Regions from separate parts of the Sus scrofa genome. Here region 2 is linked to region 1. The links are chromatin contacts, called in public promoter capture Hi-C maps. All regions are on one chromosome and are shown on one strand. The core of a region is the stretch at or near the end of the contact, and the rest is flanking DNA. Distances in the headings are between cores, read along the strand shown. Region 1 holds the start of PLB1 (phospholipase B1, membrane-associated). Region 2 holds the start of BABAM2 (BRCA1-A complex subunit BRE).

Region 1 (5,964 bases), core at 1,093-3,592:
ACACCAAAAAAACTTAAATAGGATCTAAAATAACTGAGAGCATCGCACATAGTTAGGGGTAACTCATGTTTTGAGAAACTTTCATTTCAGCTGCATGTGGTGATGCAACGTGTATTTCTCAACACAGGTCACAGTAAAAACAAACAAACAAGTAAAAACCACTAACTCACATCAGATCCACGAGGAAACCCCTAGACCTTGAGAAAAGAAAAGAGATTGTTTTTTTCTTCCGGGGAAGGATGGAACATATACCAAATACCCATGTGTGAGGAAGTGGAAGCAGTGCCCGCGATTGGATCTGGGCATTGGGAAGAAGCACAGATCAAGCTTTTGAAAGGTTGTGAGCAAAGAGTAAGTGAAATTGTTCTCTTCAACAAGGAAAACCGAGGAGTTCCTGTCGTGGCTCAGTGGTTAACGAGTCTGACTGGGAACCATGAGGTTGCGGGTTCGGTCCCTGGCCTTGCTCAGTGGGTTAAGGATCCAGCGTTGCCATGAGCTGTGGTGTAGGCTGCAGACGCGGCTCGGATCCTGCGTTGCGGTGGCTCTGGTGTAGGCCAGCAGCTGCAGCTCCAATTCGACCCCTAGCCTGGGAACCTCCCTATGCCAAAGGAGAGGCCCAAGAAAATGGCAAAAAGACAAAACAAGGAAAACCGAGTCCCTGGCTCCTGGGTGAGCTCTGCCAGTGTGGTGGAAGCGTGTGCCAGTAGCCCCTCATTTAGGACAAGTACCCAGTGGTGCTGATTTTACGAAGACTCAGAGCTAGAAGAGGAAAGGTATGCGTTAGGGCTGTGGGAGGGGTGGAACCAGGAGTGTCTATTAGAATACTCAGCACGGATGCCTGTGAGCCCTGAGAGTGGTTTCAGCTTTTCTGAAGCACCTGCTGGCCTTCATCATGATGGCCTCGTATCACCCACTCCCGCATGGACATGGTCCCATGTTCCTGGTGGCCTCCGGAGGGAGAGGTTGGGCCTTTCCCTTCCTGCCATCTCGGCAGGCAACCCCAGAACCCCTCCCCGCCAGAGCACCTAGCTCAGTGTTCCGCAATACGAATCCCTAACAAATCTTCATTCGTTGGGTGAATATTCTCCAAGGGCAAAGAGAATAACCAAGCCTGCTTTCTCCAAGATCCTTCCCAGCCACAGGACCAAAAGGAGGCTTAAATCAGGCATTGTCCAACTGGAACATTATCCAGACACTAGTGTTCCTGTGTATACAAAACACAAAACCTATGTATACACACACACACACACACATACATGCAAAACACTGTCCAATGCAAGTAACTGAGCAGATTTAGCTTCCTTCGGGGTGGAGGATTTTCTTATAATCAATATACTAAAGATAAGAAGATTTTAATTAAGGAGTGAGAAAGTTGACAAAATGCAGAAGGGACCAGCGATGTATGGCTAGGGGAAAAAAATACAATTTTCAAATAGCACAACCTTATTAATGATTTAAAAAAAAAAAAAGGGTGAATCCCAGGAGAACATACACTCCATGAAACCTGGCCTCCTTGTTCTCTGCTATGTCCCCGGCAGCTGGCAGGTCACCTGTTGTAGCAAGCATTCATTAAAGATTGGATGAGTAAATAAATGAATGAAAGAAGGTTGCTCAGGTACTAAGGGTAGAACCTGGCATGCCTGCCCTCTGCACCTCAGCCCCGGAATGGCCAAGATCAAGTCAGAGAGGCTCGGCATAGCAGATACCAACAGAAAGCCCAGGGCTCACGTCTCCCTTCTAAGAAGGAGACAGGTTGGCCAGCATGGCCGGTAGGCACTGAACACAGGAGAAGCTGTGTGCCGGCTCTTCCAGAGCTGAGATCCCACAAGGAAGGGCTTGGGGGGGGTCCCCTGGGGGAGACTGGGTGTGAGACACCCACTGGGAAGAGGCAACCCAAGCGGACTATGCTACGTGGCCAAGCTTTCCCTTATTCGATTCCTTTCGCCTCCTGTGAGAGCTATGATCTGCTCTTCAGATCAAAGGGAATAACCCAAGCCTCCTGGTCTTTCCTGGGGATCTCACATGCTTCCGACCTTGCTGGGAGGCTCCTGGCTCCCACGGCCCTAACCATCCTGGCCTGACCCCACACGCCTCCCTGGCCTGTGTTCAGAGCAGCCCACTTGCCAAAAAAGGCTTCTCCTGGACCAGGGGTGCTGGGAAGGAAGAGAGGCTCTCTACCACCAGCCAGGGGAGCTTACCAGCTGGTGCTGTCCCTCCATCCACACGGCAATCCAGAATGGGGCCTCTGGGCCTTTGGCTGGGGGGCAGAGGATGGCTGTGGCCTGGCGTCACCGGCTTGCTGTGGGGCTGGGCTGTCAGCCATGCCCACACACACTGTACGTGGTGTTAATAGCTCAGGAATGATGATGATGGTGCACAAATGTGTTTGCTTGGCTGGCTCCCTGTTTACCTTTGATGGGCACCACCTGGGGAGAAGGCTGTGCGGTGGGCGGGGAGCACGGGGGTGGCAGTTGACTGGCCTTCTGTCCCAGGTGCTGATGCAGATGGGCTTGCCAGACCAGGCGGGGCCTGGCAGGCAGATCTGCGCTGAGTTCCAGCCGTCAGGACAGCCAGGTTGGGCTCGGGCACAGCCCTGAGGAGTTTTGTCACCCCAGGTTCTGTTTTCCAGGGAGCACCTGTGTGCCTCTCCAAGGCACTGCTGGTCAGCCTGCCGTTCTTCTTTCCTTGATTCTGGAAGGACCTTGTTAATAAGTAGAGGGTGATAACCAATTATACCCCAGAAGAGAAAACCTGAGGAAAAGGATTTTCCAGTTCCTAATTACCTCCATTCTAATCGCTGCACTTTTTCCATTCTGAAACATTTCTGATTCTAGTAAGCCACAGAAATGTTTAGAAACTTGCCCCCAATCACATAGAGAGCATGTGGTGAGGCCAGAATTTTCTTGGCTGTACCCAAAACATGCAAAAGTTCCCAGGCCAGTGATCAAAACTGTACCACAGCAGCAGCCTGAGCTGCACCAATGACAATGACGGGTCCTTAACCCACTGAGCCACCAGGGAACTCTGAGGCCAGATTTTTAACACTGGTTTTTCTGCTCCAAAGGCCGACCCTCTTAACCCAAGACACAGCACTTCCTTATTTTGTTCATCTGGGTTTGTTCCCTGATTGACCCTTGGAGGCCTCTTAGGGGAAACAGGTGCGACCAGGAGCACCCAGGGCTGTGGGCCTTAATCACAGGCTCTCCAGAGAGCAGCGGGAATCTCAGTGTGGTCTCTGTGGTCCACGGGGACTGGATGCCTCCTCCTATACCCCACTCACTTTCTTTGCTCCAGGAGCCACCTGGAGCCATTTCCCTATTGGTCCTCTCTGTTGACATTGAGGTCCATGTCTTCTTGATCAGAGTGAGGCACCAAGCTCTCAAACTTCAGCCTCTCTTCCCTGGATCCCTGTACCAATCCCTGGCTCATCCCTGGGGTGGGGTGACCTTTTAAAACCCCTTCTACTCACTGGTCTTCCCCACCTTCATTGTGGCCTCTGCTCCCACTAATCTACCAGAAACGCCCAAGATCAACAGTCTGTTCAATTCAGTGGACAGTGAGGTCTTCAGACCCCCTCCTATTGACATCTCAGCAGCATTTCACGGCTGGGTAGCTGCCTCTTCTCAGAAAATGCTACCTTGGGCCCCCATGCTTCTAGCTCTCTGGTTTCTTCTCTCCAACCTCTTCCTTTTCAGCCTCCTTTGCCCTCTTGCCCTCTGCTGCTAGAGCTGCTCAGGCCTCTGGCCTGGACTCGTCTCCCAGGGTGATCTCACCCCCCACCCCATGGCTTTATTTCAAATCCATGCGTCAATAATTCCTACTGTTCAATTTCCAGCCAGCCCTCTCTTCTAATCTTCAAACCCCATAAACCCATTGATTCATTGATTTGGCATTTCCTCTTTGATGTTTCATTGGCACCTCAAACTCAGGAGTTAAGAAATAAACCTATGATCTCCTCCCACTCATTTGCAGTCCTACAGGAAGTAACAAGAATGGTTGTAGATGGACCCAAGAATGATCCTGAAATCTTCTCCTCCTCAGTCCGAACAGGTCATTCATTTCTGAGTCCCATCAATTCTATACCCTAAACCTCTTCCTGAGTCCACTCGCCACTCTCCATCTTTACTGCCCCAACCTGGGCCCACATCACCATCTCTGCTCCCCTGGCTGACTGTAATAGCTATTCCCCTATCTACTCTTGCCTGTTGCAATCTATTTTTTTTTTTTTCACACAGCAGCCTAAACATCTTTTCAGAGTGCAAACCTGATGTCATACCCTCATATAAAATCCTTTGCCAGCTTCCCACTGCTCTTTGGACAAAGTCCAGCCATCTTGGCATGGTTCATAAGGCCCTGCATGTCCTCCTCTCCAGCCACAAGCCCCACCCCCACTTTTCTTAGATCCTAGGCTCACTATGCTCCACGTCCTTGAGGATTTCATCCTTTTTGCCACCTCACTTAACACATGCTGTTCCCTCTGCCTGGAACTCTCAGACCACACCGATCCCCTTCCCAGCTCTTGGTCCCATTAACTCTCCTTCCAGGCTCAGTGTAAATATTTCTTCATAAAATGCCCAGCCAATGACAGATCCTGTCTATGGTTCCCTGGTCTTTCTTCTCCTCCAACACACACACTTGGGATTGCTTGTTCAAAGTCTAGTCTGTCTTCTCTTTCTTTCTCTTTTTTTTTTCCTAGGGCCACCCAACCCACAGCCTATGGAAGTTCCCAGGCTAGAGGTCAAATCTGAGATACACCACGGCCACAGTAATGCCAGATCCAAGCAGCGTCTGCGACCTACACCACAGCTCACAGCAACACCGGATCCTTAACCCCCTGAGCAAGGCCAGGGATCGAACCTACATCCTCATGGATACTGGTCAGATTCGTCACTACTGAGCCATGACAGGGACTCTTAGTTTGTCTTTCTGACTGTGAATTCCAGGAGGGCAAGGACTGAATGGTTCTCTGCTGTGTCCTGAGTCCTTGGCACAGGGCCTGACATCAGCAGATGTTCCACAATTGCTACATCAATGAAAATACCCAGCCTGGCTCCGGTCATCCCCTGGGCCCCTGGTGAACAGCATCTAGTGCTATGTCACAGTAGCTTAACTGCTCCTGCCCTCTCTGCAACTGCCTTACATCACTTGCAGAATTTTGTCAGCCATCCAAACATTGGCCAACTAGAGCTGTCTCTTTTGCAGGAAAGAATAAGGCCCATGCTTCATTCATCTTTGTAACTTCCTACACAGTCCCTGCAAAGTCCCATGGTGGCTCTGCACACAGGAGGAAACTGCACTCTTGGGGCCAAGAACAACACATCACCACACAAAGGAAGGGAGCCCTGCTTGATCTCTCTATGGTCCAGGAGCCCTGCTTGATCTCTCTAGGGTCCAGCTCTTATGCTTGCAAAATCTCTCAGAATCATCCTCCTGAAAAACCCCAGGAAGACCTGAAAATTTTCCAGTCTTATAAATTATGGATAGTGAACCAATCAAGGACTGACAAGTGAATCTGAAGGTCAATCAGAGTCTCCCCTGTTTCCAAAAATATCCCCTGAGAGGAGGCTTGCAAATCAGAGACTGTACTTCCTCCTTCTTTCTCTATGAAACTTACCTTCCTTTCAGACACCTGAACCCCTGCTGAAGTGGAAGTGACCACAGATGGTTCCCTTGTGGCTGCAAGTTTATAAATAAAAAGGATTGACTAACTTTGTCAAGTTTTGTTTGATTTCTTGGACTGTAATCTTGGTGTCCTGACTCAGATCCAGCCTGACCTGCTGGTCACTGTGGACCATGGCTCTTGTCCAGGGGTAGTGCCCACCAAGGCCCCTGGAGCCTCATTGCCCATGGACCATCCTCCACACCAACATTGGTCTGGGCAGGACCTTAGCTCCTCTCTCTGGGTTGCAGTCCTCAGCTGTTTTATACACATGTCAAATCCTGGGTGTGTGCAAAAGCTTGTCA
Region 2 (5,964 bases), core at 1,560-4,059, 590 kb after region 1:
GGGAAGATATTATGCCTTCAAAAAATCTGGTAGAAAATGGTGGATCTGAGCAACAGACGTAGCAAAAATCTACTTCACAGTTAAATCATGAAAACACATACCTATTCGGGTATTAAGCAACACAAACTAACATGGATCTAAAAGTTTTTGACTTTAAGGCACTAAGAAGTTCTTAGCTGTGAAAATACAAAAGGAAAACCAATAAATTATCTCTAAATTACTTGGAAACCCATGGGGCTGGAGGAGGGAGGGGGTACGTGAATTCCTCTTAATAGATTTCTAAATGAAAGCCTCCACTTTCAGAGGTGAATAAGTCAATTTAAATGATGGTTTTCTTCCTCAATCTGAAAGGATAATCCCACATCAAAAGCAAATTAATTTCCTGCAAGTTACAAGTAAATGATGAGCTCGTTCCAGTTTTCATATATCATGCCACATGAGAGTTTACAGTTCCCTGCTAAAGGCTGTAAACTGGTACCTGTTTTAATCATTTCAGAGTAGGAATTAAGGGAAGGGCTGCAGTCATCTTTCAATAAATAATGACACTGTGACCCTATAGAGTGTGATAACACCCAGAAGGACCCCCGAAGCAGTAAAAAGCTTTATCCTCCAGTGCTCAAATCATGCTGTCTGCAGACATAAAACAAGCTCCTCTTCTGACCACTTAACAGACGCTCTTCCGCCACCATTCCAGTATGTGATCACGACATACGAATAAACATCTAATGCCTGTATTATCAGTCATAAAAATCATGTGTATTTTAATAACACTTCTATTTCTTATAAAGAGCTTCCATATGCATTAGTGCAGCTGATCTTCACAACCCTGGCCCATTAAGGTGTGAATTCAAATTCCCATTTTACAGATGACATGGATAACTTTTATAATTTGTCTCTGAAGGGCATACTAGCCTATATTATCATTTTGAAGGCTTTTTTTTTTTCCTATTCTGCAACATTTCCACTTTTATTTCTACCCATTGATGTCACAGTTCTTGAAAGGATGCTTATCTAGATCATATGCAAAACAGAAATACTCATCTTGGAAAAAGCAAAAGGACCTTACCTACATTACAGAATTATTCTTCCATGTACTTCCCCACAATACCTATTTTACCTCTCACTTCTATGAAAAAAGGAAACAGACCCAACACGTTCTGAAAATCGACTTAGTATCGGGCACTGTATTACCCACCTCTATCTGTAATTTCATTTATTTCCCCACAACTACCCTGTTCTCTGGTTAAGAGTATTATTCCCATTTCACAGATAAGAAAACCAAAGCTGGGCAAGATTGAGTAACTTATTCAAAGTCACAGATTCACAAATCTAGCAAGAAGGATCGGAATTCAAATCCAGATCTCCCTCCAAGTCCACTATACCCATCTTCCTCTCAAATAAACATTTATAACTTCAATCACCAAAAAAATAAAAGCATCAAAGTGAATGTGCTTTTTTTAAAAAAAAAAAAAAAAAGCATACATCTAGTAAAATGTGAGCAAAAAAGTCACCAATTTAAACTAATGGTTGCTTGACAACCAGAAACAAATTAGACTACTGTTGGTCTACTGCTGAAGCCTAGTGATTCACCAGGCAAACACTAAAGGGAACAAACCTGCTCCAGAAACCAAACTATACTTAAGGTGACAACATCCCATTCAATTCAGCAACTGGCATGACCTTAGAATGACACCTGAAGGAATGAATTTGTCTTTGTTTCCAGCACAGCCAGAACACTATCTTTTGACAGTGCAAGATTTCATGCAGCATTAAAATGTTTCAGCAGGAGCTGTTGTGACTTCTCTAAGGAAAAAAAAAAAAAAAAACCACTGATTCCAAAATCACAGGTCACCAAACAGCCAAAAAAGATGGTTCTTTGGCGCAATCCTTTTGAGTAAGGGACACGGATGGGGGTTCAACCCCCAGTAGTAACTTTACACATCGAAGCACAATAAGAGATCCTAGATAGGCAAAAATTTACGGTGGTCAGCCTCCCCTGAATGCTAATTGTGCAATTTCTATTTCCTGATTTTGACGTATTACAGAAGGAAAATGCAGAAATACAATTTTTATAGGGATCTGCTGCCTCAAAATAGGGTCACATGAGGTCCTCTGATGGGCAGCCTGGGGAATACAAAGACGTCTGAAGCATCGTCAGTTTCTTGCAATTAAGATGGGATGACAAACACGGAAACATGTGCCCAGCTTACGTCATGGAACGGAAAGGGGTGGCGTCCTGCTGCGTCACGTCGACGTCACGCAGCGCACGAGGGAAGTTACACGGGGGAAGCAATTTCTCCAAGGGGCAATGTTCAAGAAAAACAAGTCGACTCGAACCCAAAGAATGACATCCCGCTCCAAAGGGGGACATCTAAAAGGGACCAGAGGCTCTTCCTTCTCCCAAATTGTACGATCCCCTCATCAGGCGGGAAGGAGGAAGGAGCTGAGCTTAATCAGGGACCAGGGGCGGGCTAGGCATGGAAAGAGCAGCCTCTGGCCTTGGGGGCTCGTTCTCTAGGGAGCCAGCATGATGGGAATGAACAGGGCATCTTTGGAACAGGGGCCTTCTCTATAGAAAGAGGAGGCGAGCCCTGGGCATATTTAAACCACTGTCCTTAGCACCACCTGTGCGACTCGGGATCCAACCTCCCCGCACCAGCCCCAGTCCAGGTACCTGGAGCTTAGTCCGATCGGTAACCGGCGACTACGTGGGGTACAGGTTACCCGAGCGCGCCCCCGACCGACGCACCAACCTGCGCGCGCACCGCGGGCCGGATGCGTGCGCGCCCCCCGGACGTCCCGCCCCGCCCCCTCTGCGGCCCAGGAGCCGGGCGGCGTGCGCGTCCCCGGCCGCGCCAGGCCAGGCGCTCGGAGAGGCGTCCCCGCAGTGCCTGAAAGTTCCTGCCTCGGCGCCTGCCTCGTGCGCGGCAAGCAGCACGGAGTCTGGACCGATCAGGAGGGCTCTGTAGCGGGAAGCTGTGCAGGGAGACAATTCCTGGAAGAACTGGGGGCAGTTGGTGGGCGGGGTTATTTCGGGCATTCAGGTGGGCGACCCGCACGGACGTCCTGCAAGGCCCGCGTCGTTAGGGAGCGTAGGAGTGGCGTCCCTGGTTACCGGGTCGGGCAAAGGTTAAAGGGCAGCCTCCTGGTTGGAGAGCGCCGACGTAGAGCAATGGCCGCGTCTGGGGAACCCGGGAGGCAGTGGCAGGAGCAGGTGGCGGCGGCAGTGGTGGTGGTGGGCTCCTGCATGACCGACCTGGTCAGGTTAGTCTGGGGCCAGTTTGCAGAAGCCGCTGCTCGCGGGAGGGACGGACCGTGTTCTCTCTTCTTACTGCCTTGGCACTGGGGCCTTGGGCATGGAGCCTGTTGGCTTTTGGTGTGAACTACAGGTTTCCCCAGGCCGCCCTGTGCCTCGATGGGAAGAGGCAGGTTTTGAGTCTGTGAAGGTAACTGTCAGATGAGGAAACAAAGGCCAGAGCGTAGTAAAAGCTCTCGTGTAACTAGAAGCGCCTCCAAAGACCTGTTCCTGTTTTCCGGACCAGGCTGTTGAACCTCTCCCCGGGCTAGCCAGTGACTTTAACCAAGTTATTTTACCTTCCAGAAGGTGCCCCCACCTCACTGGGCTGTTATGAAAGTGAAATGAACTAAAGTGTTTTGAGCCATAACACCATCCAGGTTGGGTATTATTCGTGGAACGTGTATAAAATGAGTGGAGCAGAGGTCAACAGGCCGTTCACTCTATTGATCGTTAGCATTCTTGCATTTCATATTTTCCGTTTATTTTTCAGTATTAGAGTAACTGTAGGTTACTTATGGCAAACCAAGTGTGAATCAAAATAAAAACCCATAAATACAATATCTATAATAGTAAAAAACAAAATCGGAGTTCTCTTGTGGTGTAGCGGGTTAAGGATCCAGCGTTGTCACTGCAGAGGCTTGGCCACTGCTGTGGCTCGCATTGGATCCCTGGCCCTGGCATGGACCAAAAAAAAAAAAAAAAAGGGATGAAATAAAATATGCTAGAAGGAAATCGGAAAATCGTTGAGCTAGGTCAGTGACATTGGATCTTTCCAATTTATTTTTTAATGAAAATGGCTTTTTTGATTGTAAAAGTAATATTTATTTATTGCGCTCTCTCCCTCTCTCATCTATATCCCAAGGAAATCCTATGATTCATGTTGCTTCACTTTAATTTTTTGCTGAGTGCCTTTTCAGATATAACGCTATTTTTCTTACAAAAAATGAAAAGTGATCAGACATACTGCAGTATGACCTGTCCATCTTTCCTGCAACCTTGCTTTTCAGAAGAGTAGCTGAGAACCTGGAAATAAATAAAAAGGCCTTGGGACAATAAAAATAAGTCACCAAATCCCTGCACCAAACCACCTGTGTTTTTCTTAGAAAATAGTTTTAGGGTCTTCCCATAACCAGCTTAATCTTACATTGCTTAAAATGTTTATAAGCCAGGTTATCACCAGCCAAGGTTAGAAAGGTGGCGAGTAGAAAGAGGAAGAGACTGCCGGGGCAGGCACATGATTACCAAAAACCTGAAGGTGAGAGAGTGTAATAACAAGCAGCAAAAGACCTTCAAGTGCCGGGAGCCTTTATTTTTCCACAAATATGTGAGCTACCTCGTGCCAAGATGGATGTGCTTCCTTTGGTGACAGAGCATAAGTTCACTTTAAGTGGACATGTGGCAAAGAGGCCTACACTCTTTCTTGAGAGCTCAAGCCTGCAAAGGGCCACACAGTAATTATTTTAGGCTTTTCGAGCCACATATGGTCTAGGTCATGTACAAATGTAAAAAACTATTCTTATTTCCTATGCCTTACAAAAACAGCCTGCAGGCCATAGTTTGCTGACTGCTGTCTAGAGCATCCCCGTCTCACGCTCCCTATGGTAATTGATGCTACTGGTGATGACTCTTTTCAGAAAAGGTACTTGATAATTGGTAGGTTTTATATAAAAATAAGGTATGTGTTTCACTTCAAAAATAGTTCCTTCAAATATATTTAGTTTAGTTACATAAAGGAATAACCTGCAGACATCTCAAATAATGCATTCCTTAGAAAATCCATCTAGCTAAAATTTTACCTTACTTCCATAGATGAAGCAGCAGAGGAAAAGAAAGCTAAACAACTTTCCCATGCACCCTACCTGAATAAGAATTTAAGGGTTAGGACTTCCCGTCGTGGCCAACAGAAACGAATCCGACTAGCATCCCTGAGGTTGCGGGTTGCAGATGTGATCCCCAGCCTCACTCAGTGGGCTCTGAATCCAGCAGTGTTGTGAGCTGTGGTGTAGGTCGGAGACCCAGATCAGATCCTGCGTGGCTGTGGCTATGGTGTAGGCCAGCAGCTATAGCTCTGATTCGACCCTAGCTGGGAACTTCCATACACAGCGGGTGCAGTCCTAAAAAGCAAAACAAAAAAGGTAAGGGTTAGAATTCAGAGCCACCTTCTTAGACTAAGAGTACTGTGTGAGGCTTGACCATCACCCATTAAAGATAATGATAGTTCTTTTTAAAATAAATACACTTCACATTATAGATGGCCAACAGGCACATGACAAAATGCTCCATATCACTAATTACTAGAGAAATGCAAATCCAAACTACAGTGAACTATCACCTCATTCCAGTAAGAATCTACAAATAATAAATGATGGAGAGGGTGTGGAGAAAGGGATCCCCTCCTACACCATTGATGAGAATGTAAATTGGTACAGCCACTGTGGAGAACAGTATGGAGGTTCCTTTAAAAACTAAAAATAGAGTTATCATATGATCCAACAGTCATAGCTGGCACATATCCAGAGCAAACCATAATTTGAAAAGATACAGGCGCCCCAGTGTTCATTTCAGCATTATTTACAATAGCCAAGACATGGAAGCAACCTAAATGTCCACTAACAGAGGAATGGATAGAGAAGATGTGGTACATATATACAGTGGCATAAAAAAGG

What was found. Promoter capture Hi-C pulls out the DNA fragments that hold promoters and counts their contacts.
Region 2: a promoter capture Hi-C map of fetal skeletal muscle shows a contact between it and region 1, with 4 times the contacts expected there. The contact joins the promoter of BABAM2 here to the promoter of PLB1 in region 1. A contact is called at or near these places in 1 of 5 promoter capture datasets (fetal skeletal muscle) and 1 of 2 datasets of contacts at active chromatin or transcription factors (alveolar macrophages).

What each region holds. Positions count from the first base shown.
Region 1 is chr3:110,738,893-110,744,856 of Sscrofa11.1, forward strand. It overlaps PLB1 (phospholipase B1, membrane-associated), which reads right to left and starts at 2,343. Exons shown (of 59, transcript XM_021087673.1): 1 at 2,199-2,343.
Region 2 is chr3:111,325,605-111,331,568 of Sscrofa11.1, forward strand. BABAM2 (BRCA1-A complex subunit BRE) reads right to left here and starts at 2,810. Exons shown (of 12, transcript XM_021088348.1): 1 at 2,675-2,810. It overlaps RBKS (ribokinase), which reads left to right and starts at 3,172. Exons shown (of 8, transcript NM_001315776.1): 1 at 3,172-3,264. The coding sequence starts at 3,173.